Regions from separate parts of the Lactuca sativa genome. Here all the other regions are linked to region 1. The links are chromatin contacts, called in public Hi-C maps. All regions are on one chromosome and are shown on one strand. Each heading gives the region's core, a stretch centred on a gene start, on an enhancer-like site or on the middle of the called end of the contact. The rest is flanking DNA. Distances are from core to core; before and after follow the strand shown. Region 1 holds the start of LOC111906931. Region 2 holds the start of LOC111906933 (serine carboxypeptidase II-2). Region 3 holds the start of LOC111906925 (protein REDUCED CHLOROPLAST COVERAGE 2).

Evidence for each region. A called contact is a pair of places that touch in the nucleus more often than the background predicts.
Region 2: a contact with region 1 is called in a Hi-C map of leaf, with 4 times the contacts expected there. The contact joins the promoter of LOC111906933 here to the promoter of LOC111906931 in region 1. A contact is called at or near these places in 2 of 4 Hi-C or Micro-C datasets (both in leaf).
Region 3: a Hi-C map of seed shows a contact between it and region 1, with 4 times the contacts expected there. The contact joins the promoter of LOC111906925 here to the promoter of LOC111906931 in region 1. A contact is called at or near these places in 2 of 4 Hi-C or Micro-C datasets (leaf and seed).

Annotation. Positions count from the first base shown.
Region 1 is chr8:98,833,454-98,836,615 of Lsat_Salinas_v11, reverse strand. LOC111906931 reads right to left here and starts at 1,634. Exons shown (of 3, transcript XM_023902718.2): 1 at 1,478-1,634; 2 at 316-770; 3 at 1-205. The coding sequence starts at 748. LOC111906932 (autophagy-related protein 11) reads right to left here. Exons shown (of 6, transcript XM_023902719.3): 3 at 3,158-3,162; 4 at 2,852-3,069; 5 at 2,549-2,762; 6 at 1,960-2,462. The coding sequence ends at 2,130.
Region 2 is chr8:98,689,761-98,693,043 of Lsat_Salinas_v11, reverse strand. LOC111906933 (serine carboxypeptidase II-2) reads left to right here and starts at 1,520. Exons shown (of 10, transcript XM_023902722.3): 1 at 1,520-1,899; 2 at 2,131-2,238; 3 at 2,322-2,417; 4 at 2,532-2,624; 5 at 2,734-2,819; 6 at 2,902-3,162; 7 at 3,235-3,283. The coding sequence starts at 1,641.
Region 3 is chr8:99,057,004-99,060,271 of Lsat_Salinas_v11, reverse strand. LOC111906925 (protein REDUCED CHLOROPLAST COVERAGE 2) reads right to left here and starts at 1,919. Exons shown (of 20, transcript XM_023902713.3): 1 at 1,356-1,919; 2 at 331-392; 3 at 121-213. The coding sequence starts at 1,425. LOC122195311 (a long non-coding RNA gene) reads left to right here and starts at 2,342. Exons shown (of 2, transcript XR_006185590.2): 1 at 2,342-3,268.

The sequences.
Region 1 (3,162 bases), core at 385-2,884:
ATATCAACAATAGGAAGAAGAGGAGGTGCACGTTCATCAAAATAACCTAAATCAACACCACCATCATCATCGTCATCACCATATAAGGAATCTTCATTATATTCAGATTCTTCATCATCATCAGAATCAGATTCTAATGCAGAAGAAAGATCCTTGTTGCATAATACACAGATCTGTCCACAATGCCCACTTCCCAGTTCATAACCTATGATTTGAGAGCATAGTTTCAGTCAATCAACTGAACCCTAAACCCACATAAAATAAATTCCAATGATGTTTTAATAAAAAAAGAAAAAATGTATCTTTTGGACATACCTTCCCATCTGATATGATAAACTGGATCATGGAAGAATGGTTCCAATTGACTAGAAGAAGGTTGATTCTTGTCATGGTCAGCCATGGATGTAGTTAAAGGTTTTTTACTTCCAATATCTGTAATTGGGAATGGAGGAATTTTTGGATAAGTTCTTTTGAGTTCAGTTTCTGAAACTACCCTCCTCTGTATAACAGGTGAAGAATCTTTAGAACCATTCTTTTTTGGGGTTTTCTTATTTTGGGTAACCTTTGAAGCCTTTTTTCCTTCGGTTTTTTGAACTTTATTCCTCAGATTATAAGTTGGAGGACCCATTGAACCTTCAGGTTTTGGATCTTTACTCCTCAAATTGTAAACAGATCTCTTTTTACTTGTCTTTGAGTCATCCTTCCCACCATGCTTATCTCCACAAGACCCTTCTCCCAGTTTCTCCATGGTTGTAGTCCTGAAGAAAGCACTGCATGGATGTGCTATAGATGTTACAAATGAACTTATAGACACATATCAGATACTTATAGCAGCCCATTGAAATAAATAAACTAGAAATATAGTGTCATATTAATCAGCAACTATACCTAGCTATGGTTCATTTTTATCATTTTTCACAATTCTCCATCCTCATTATCAACATTTTCATTTCATTTCATATCAAGTAAAAAGGACCTAAAACCAAAATGTCGCAGAGTGACAAGAATTTGACCTTAAATTGGGTAACGATGATACACTTGATATAACAATGTGAGCAGAGATACATGGTATCCTGCACAAATTATATGGCAAATCCGAAGTGTAAGCTAATTCAAACTCCCATGCGCTCAGCACAATTAGGCATAAGTTTAGGTTCATTATCAATTGAGGTAAGGAGAACGTGTACCTAAATGTGCAATAAAGATTCGTTTGTTCTACTTCTGTGAAATGAAAGATGAAACGTGCAATAAAAGACGCTAAAAATTGCTGCAAACCCTAGCTAGAATTCTCGAGTTACGCGGTACAGACAGAACAGAATACGTCACTCTCTTTATAGTAAGTTACAATTGATCGTTTATCGTACAAGCAATTCAAAACCCGAAAACACGATGAGAACCATCGACAAATTCACAAACAAACAAACCCTAATTTTCCGATCCTAATTTAAAAATCCGCAGATAATGAATAACAACTCACCGGATAAATTAGAGAATCAAAACCAAATATCGATGTAGAAGGGTCAGGAAAGAAAACATCGGCGAATCAACAGATGGATTTTCGTAAAGTTGGGGAAGAAATTGATCGAGAAATTTCAAGACTGAGAGAGAAATGAAGAGGTTTCTAGGGCTTTGACGCTATTTATAGTTTTCCATCCTGTAGGCCCGGCCCGATATAATTTATTCATTTTCAAACAACAATCATTGGGCCCAACAACTTGTAAAGATTTTAATTTTCTTGTCTTTAAAAAGAAAACATTTATTCTTGTAATGACGCAACTTTTTTTTTTATTATGTTCTTTAGATTATTTCTATTTCCGACAAATGGCAATTTCATCATCTATTTAATACTAGTAATAAATTATACGTCAAAAACAGCTCTATTTTCATAAATATTTTGCGTTACTTTTGGCCTTTTAAAGATATAAAACATTATGTTACGAAACAAACGACATCAAAAGATAATATATACAAAGTTTTTTATATAAAGAGAGAATTTATATACAAATAAGTGGGAGAAAGCGATCAAACATAAAATTTCCATCAACAAGTCAAGTAGTATATATATATATATACACTTCCTCCCGCATCTTTCACATTTCTTCCATCATATCTCCACCGGACATCTTAGATCAGGAAGCAGCGGCAGGTGGCGGGGGAACGGCGGTTTCCGGCAACATCGCCACCGTGACAACAAAAAACTCACACCCAACTGCTAAACCATACGGGTTTCCATCACCACTATTAACCTCCTTCACAGTTTGTCTCTCAATATGCACAATCTGGCCCACAATATAGGCGGGCTGCTGGCGGCTGTTGTCGGCATACAAGGCGGCTGATTCTTGAGAAAGATAGTAATGATTACAGTTCCTGTTTATTGCTTTGTAGTAGCCGGATTTATCAAGCACAAATGCAGCAATTTCATGGAGCTCTAAACGCCCAAAAGATATCTTTTCCTTGTTAGCCTGGTTCAAAAAGTAAACCAAAGTTTTATTATTCGAGTTTATTACTATAAGTTAAAATATTGACAAGAAAAAAATTAAAACGTAACCTGTTTTTCGGATTGATGTTTGATGTATAAAGTGTTGACTAGTTCTTTCTTTTCTTCCAACTCTTTTGTAAGCTGTTCGTGAGATGCCTCGGCTTTTGTGAATTGATCAATAAGCTCGGCTCGATGTCGTGTTAAAATACCGACTTTTTTAGCGAGCACGTGAACACATTCGCGGAATTCAGCAGTACCATCATCCCCATTTTCGTTTGCAGAACTGAGAATTTTATATTAAAAGAAAAAAATAAAATAAATAGGGTTATATTTAAGCCAAACGGTTTAGATAAATGTGAAATTTTGACTTACGTGGCAAGAGATTGAGCTAAAGAATTGAGTGAGTCAGCAAAACCAGCTATGCCACCTGCTGAGACACATGTTTTAAGACGTTCGAAAAGGCTGCGAACTTTTAAGGTGGACCCACGCAATGCGTTATACTCGGATGCTCTTCTATCCGCTGCACAAAGATGAGTTTGAGCCTCTTCTCGTGCTTCATGAAGACAATTCTCTAAATGTGCACAATTCATCTGCAAAATTACCAAATTTTTTTTTTTTTTTTTTTTTTTTTAAACAAAGCATAAAATTTGGAATTAGGTTATATTATACCGACATTACCTGAG
Region 2 (3,283 bases), core at 271-2,770, 140 kb after region 1:
AAAATGAACCCAGTCACCTTATTTTGTACGATCAATCGATTTCTTAAAATATACGATCTTGATTAGTGATTGTTGGTGATTCCAATATATAAACAATGTTAACTTATTTCATAGGGTTTGCTTTTGACAGAATTGCTATCTGAACTCCATAGGCAAGCTTCCAAGTTGTAATATCAATATCTTCTACTTCATCACGCAATTTTTTTTATTCCCTCAACCTAAATACTTCATTTTGTAGTATCTAGTTGAGTGGTAGCTTCTAGATGACAATTGTAACAGCAAGAGAGTGTGAGTTTGATCCCATTATACTAAGACAAGGTTTCAAGTCTATCATAAAGGCTTCTCGTGTTTCTTGTAGATTATAGTTGAAAGATAAATCGATTAAACAAAGTAATCCATCGAAATAAAGTAAGCTCTCGATGTGGAGCTCAACCGTTATACATCTTTGTGTTTGTAATATGCTTACTTTATCTTTGTATCTTGACAATTTTAAACATTTTAAATGTAAACACTTAACTATTTGGGACCTATTTTGGCTAATTGTTTTCTTAAAAGTTTATTATTGTTTTCCAAAATACTTGAAATAATGACTTTCAAATAGTATACAAGAGGTGTTTGAGTAGCATGTGATTTATTGTTGAAAGTATATAATTTTATTTAATTTTTTATTCTATAACACCATTTTTGGATGCATCGAAAAAAAAAAGCTAGGAGTTTTTATTAAGCTTAGGGGTAATAGGGCTCATATGGCTTACCTACTATTTTGGAAATAGTGCTAGTGAGATTATATGTGTGTATATATTTAGTGATATAATACATTTATGTGATCTTCATGGGTATTGTGAAATCTTCCTATATACTAATAGTTTAAAATCCAATCTAAACATGAGATTAGTTCACTTTTATGAAAACATAATAATGTTAAAACGTGGTTTGTAACATTGCATGCATGCACATAAGTTATACATGTTCCCGTCAAGTCATTTACTCATGTTACATGTTTTAAATGACGAAATATATTGTTGGAAAAATATGTTTAGTATTTCATTATAGATGCAAGGTATGAAAATAAACAGATACATGAATTATTTATTTTATCTTCAATTTAATGATCGGTTCACCCTTCATTTTGTCAATAATAACTATTTTAACACGTAAAAGTTGATTTTATGTCCTTAGAGTACTTAAAAGAAGGTAAAAAAACCTTTTAAAACAAAATATCCGTTTGTAGGCTATATATAGCTTCATTTTCTGTTAAAAAAAATACCATAAATACATAGTCGTCAAAGGATGTGAAATGCTTATTAAGAAATAGGCACATCAAGAAATATCCATGAAGCTGAGATAAACTTTTAAATATTATTCCTTTCCAAAAATTATAATAGAATTTTCATTTAATATTTTTTGGGGCCCCTAAACAGTGGAATTAACGGTAACGTCCCAATTCCGTAACGGGAAGTTAACGTTCCAACAAACTACTACCAGAAAAGGGTATGGTCCCGTCTGAGCAAAGTTACCCGATCACTACCAACATCATCTTCCACTACACAATATAATAATATCTATATATGTAACTTCTCCTCGGTGCTTTCAATCAATCTTCATCTTCTTCCCAATTCCAGATTAAACCCTAAATCAAAATGCCAATTTGGAACTGGGGATTTCTTCTTTTCGTCTTCGTTTCAGTTAGTAGCGTAGCTTTGTCTGTTTCAGACCCGATTACTCAACAGAAGTTGGACCAGGTTTCGAACTTGCCTGGTCAGAGTTTCAATGTCGACTTTGCACACTATGCTGGGTATGTTACTGTTAATGAAGAATCCGGGAGAGCTCTGTTTTACTGGTTGACGGAAGCTGTTGAGGATCCTGCTTCCAAACCTCTTGTTCTTTGGCTCAATGGAGGTTAGCTACTTACTATGATGTATTTATTTCAGGTATTCCTGTTCTAAATACAGATTCTGCTTGATCATTGTAAATCTGGATTCGAATGATGTTAGGGCTTTGGATCAGCAATATTTATTGGTTAAAAAATTACAATAGGAATTCGTATTGATTGGAAGTGTAATATATGTGCTTATTTTAATGATCTTGTGATAATACGAACTGAGTTGCTGATCTAGATTGTTTCTATAGGGCCTGGATGTTCATCAATTGCATATGGGATGGCTGAAGAAGTCGGGCCATTTCATGTCAATAAAGATGGAAAGTCGGTTTATTTGAACCCGTATTCTTGGAACACTGGTAGGAGTTTACATTTTTTATTACCAAATTTAGTATCAGTTTATTATTGAAAACTTCGTTTAATAATCGTTAACTATTTGCAGTGGCAAATTTGTTGTTTCTTGATTCCCCTGCTGGAGTTGGATATTCTTACTCAAATACCACTTCAGATATCTTGAACAATGGAGATAAAAGAACTGGTATAACTTCAAACCTTTAAGTCACGTTTGGTTTGCAGAGAAGGAATTGGAATGTGAGATTCCATTCCATGAGAGAAATGAATGGAATTGAACTCATATACTGTTGTGTTGCAGCTGCGGATTCACTTCAATTTCTCTTGAATTGGCTTGAAAGATTTCCTCAATTTAAAGGAAGGGATTTCTATATTGCAGGCGAAAGCTATGCAGGTAAGTGATTGTAACATATAAGAATAAAACATCATTCATCATAATCTCAATTTGAAGTACAATGGATACTTAGTTTGACCTCAAAAGTCAATAATGTTATTTCTTTTAGGACATTATGTTCCTCAACTAAGCCAAGCCATTGTGAGATACAACAAAGAAAATTCAAAAAGTCCAATTAATCTCAAGGGTTACATGGTAATTTCTCTCTGACCCAATCTTGTTACAAAAGATATTAAAGTTGATCTTGCATAATTTAATTAATTTTTTTTTGTTGAAGGTGGGAAATGCCCTAACAGATGATTATAGTGATCATGTTGGACTTTTCCAATTTATGTGGGCAGCTGGCTTGATTTCAGATCAAACTTACAAGAAATCAAACGAATTATGTGACAAGGAATCTTTTATTCATCCATCACGTGAATGTGACCAAATAGTTGATATAGCTTATGAAGAAATGGGTAATATCGACGCGTATTCCATTTTTACCCCTCCTTGCACTGCAACTGGTGTCACTAAACGCCTTTTAAGAAGATGGCATGTGAGTATTTCCTTCAATTTGCCTTATATTTTGTGAGAAGGGTATTAATGGAAACATTTTGTTGTACTACAGAAAGTCGGGCACATTGGGCAGAGTTATGATCCTTGTACCGAACAACACT
Region 3 (3,268 bases), core at 670-3,169, 220 kb before region 1:
TACCAATGCCCAGTTATACGATAAAACACACTGTAACTTGTGTATAAAGCAAAAATTTATGCATAATCAATTATTTTGACTTTGATGAGAAACAAGAAATATTTACTAATTAACATTTACCTCATGCGTTAAAGAGTAGTTGGTCACGTGACATGTCTCAACATGTACTGCTAGCAACTTTCGAACATCTAATATTCTGTCAGTAGATATTCCCTAATATCATCAAAATACAAAAAGTCAGTCAAAACCGATATAAAGATAGTAAAGACTATCTATGTTTGTTAATCGCAGCCAAGTAAAAGAACCGATTACTTTTTGTATTGGGCTTACCTTAAGTGTCACTGTGGAGTCATCAGGCGTTTCTATTGCTATTTCTACCACCGTTGGTAATGCTGTCAAACAAAGAATGTTACTCGGTATTTCAAACTATGACAAATAATAGTAACAAGAATATTTTTTAGACAAGTTAAGATTAATATATAAAAACATTCATCGCACCCCACCCACAATCATTGAGACTAGAAGTATCCATATAATACCAATAAAGCAAAAGCAACCAAAAACTTATAATGATGATAATAATAATTTAAATCAAATTAGTCAACACCATGTAATTTGTTTAAAATGAGCAAATTGTCACTCTTTTTTTACGACAAACATTCCTCCCCTCTAAGTTCGATCAAGTTTCAACCTACCTTCATCTCTGTGGGCTCCATATGCAATACAAATACCACTTATGATTCAAGAAAATTAATAAAAAAAATCCTAAATAGTAAAAAAAAAAAAAAAAAAAAAAAAAAAAAAATCATTCATTAATGAATGTGAATATTAATTGATGAATGGTAATTTTATTTTTTCCAAAAAAATATACTAAAATTTATCATTTGTATATACTCTAAACATATACATACATGCTGAAATACAAATACGAAATTTAGAAAAAAACAAAATCTTTGAATTTTTTTTCTTTTTAATATTATGTATTAAGGAATGGTTTAATATTTTTATTAAGATTATCATTGTTATGCTTTAAAAAACATTATACATATCGATGTTACCTGCCAAATTTAATTTTAATATTATCCATTAATGAATGGTTTTAATTTTTACTTTTTTAAGGTGTTAGTTTTTTAGAAAAATATATATATTAAAAAATTATCATTTTTATGCTGTAACTGTAAAATCGATATTTATAATGATAATATAATAAATCAAAAAGTGCAGGAGACAGATTAAATCTGATTGCAAGCAAATTGAAATAATAGCATAACCAATGATTAGATTATGTCTTCTGAAATTGTATCTTTGAAAGCATTTGTTGTGGTTTAAAAATGGCGGAAACACAAATAAGGTACCTTTCTCTTCCTTCTTCTTCTTTTCTCCCTTAGCCTTGTGAGGTTTTCCTTTACTAGCTTTCGGCGCCATAATCAAATCCAATCAACAACCAACAACGAACAGAGAAGAAGAAGAAGAAGAAAACAGCCAATTCAATCAACAAAACGACAATGCTAAACTAATTAATCAAAATTTAATATTCTTCAGGCTAACGTAACAACAACAATCACGATGTGAATTTCCCTCAAGAGTCCTTATAGATTCATACTCAAATTGAAACGCACAAAAGTAAAACTATGGATAGGAATTTTGGATTTTCTGGATAATGGAAACTTCTGGAATTGGAAGTGATGGTAAATTAGAAATTAAAAAGCAGGATGCATTTGGTGAGGAGTGAAGAGCATGTATTGAATGGAGAATTGAGAGGAATTGAAAGTAGAAGTAGAACTGTAGAAGTAGAAGTAGAAGTAGAAGTAGGAAATAGTAGCTAAGGAGATGGGCCAATGAGAGGATTGATAAATTATGGTGGAGTGGTAGAGAGAGGGGGAAGAAGAGAAGGGAAAGAGATGATAGGATAAGGTGACACGCACACACACACAAACACACACAGAGAGAAGAGAGAGAAGATTTTGCAAGTACGTACAAGTAACAAGATGGATTGATTTGAAGAATGTAATGGCTGGGTGGATGGCTATTTTCAGGCCTCTCGTCTTCTCTCTCTCTCTCTGTTCACATGAACCACAAAACTACTTTCTAGAAGAATTTTGGGGATGTGTTTGTTAGTTTCCAAAATATTATTGTAATTTTAACAAAAGTCAGTCACTAATATATAGATATAACGAAATTATATTTTTTTAATTATTATAAAATAGTCATTTATTTTTCAAAAACAGATTTTGTGAGATAATTTAGTTATTATTTGTTTATGGTAATTTTGGTTTTTCCTTCGTAAACATTTTTTACAAATTGAAGATTATTAATGGCAATCGGAGATTCGGAGGCTGTATTCTTATCATCTAACACTTTCTGGTTCTATTACTGTATCGAATCCTTTCATCAACATTTTTTTTCTATGTTCGTCATCTTCTTGCTTTGGTTCTTCTTCTGTTGAAATCTCACCTGTTGAATTTTCTTTTTGCACATATTTTGCATCCAATTAACTTTGTGCTTGCATCACACACATCTCTTGTGATCCTAATAACCAAATCTCTGATGCTCTCCTCAGGCAAAATCGAATCAATCGGGCCATTTGAGGAGATTGTCTGCCACAACTATATGTTCGCTTGAAATCCGTAAGGTAGATTCCCGACCTGTAACAAATATAAACCGTTTACTTGTGAAGAAGTTATGATGCTAAGTCAGTGATTGGTAAGTTTACCTTCATTATTGTGATCGATGAAAGCTTTCATAAGAGCTTTGTGTGCCTGTTGTATAACATTTTAGATGTTAGATCTGTGAATAATAGCCACATATGTCTAGATTACAAATTTACAATCTAGCAACACTATGAACATGTCTAAAAAAATAGCTGATGCTCACATCGATTTAGCAGAAATCGTCGTCGGTTTTATCTTCGAGAAACGGATGACCGGGTCTCCTGATGTCTGTAAATATAAATGTAAAAACAACACGCGAGCTATAAAACCTGGACAATAAAATGAAATTTAGGTTTGAACTCGTTAGGGACATACATTGGATTGAGACGAGAGAATGAGAAGATGTCGTAGAACTGTCCAAGCTTCGGCGGTGGATAGATCTCCACCGCCGCGTCACCTTTCTCCGACGGATCTGAACTGATCGAGACATCTGTCTTCGGCGATTTATCCTCTCCGTTCGACTTCTAATCCTGACCGGTCTCGCCATTGCTAGATCCTGATTCTTTCGAACGTGTAGGAGCAGCCGTGGAGGCGTTTAAGGGAGAGTTGAGAGTTAG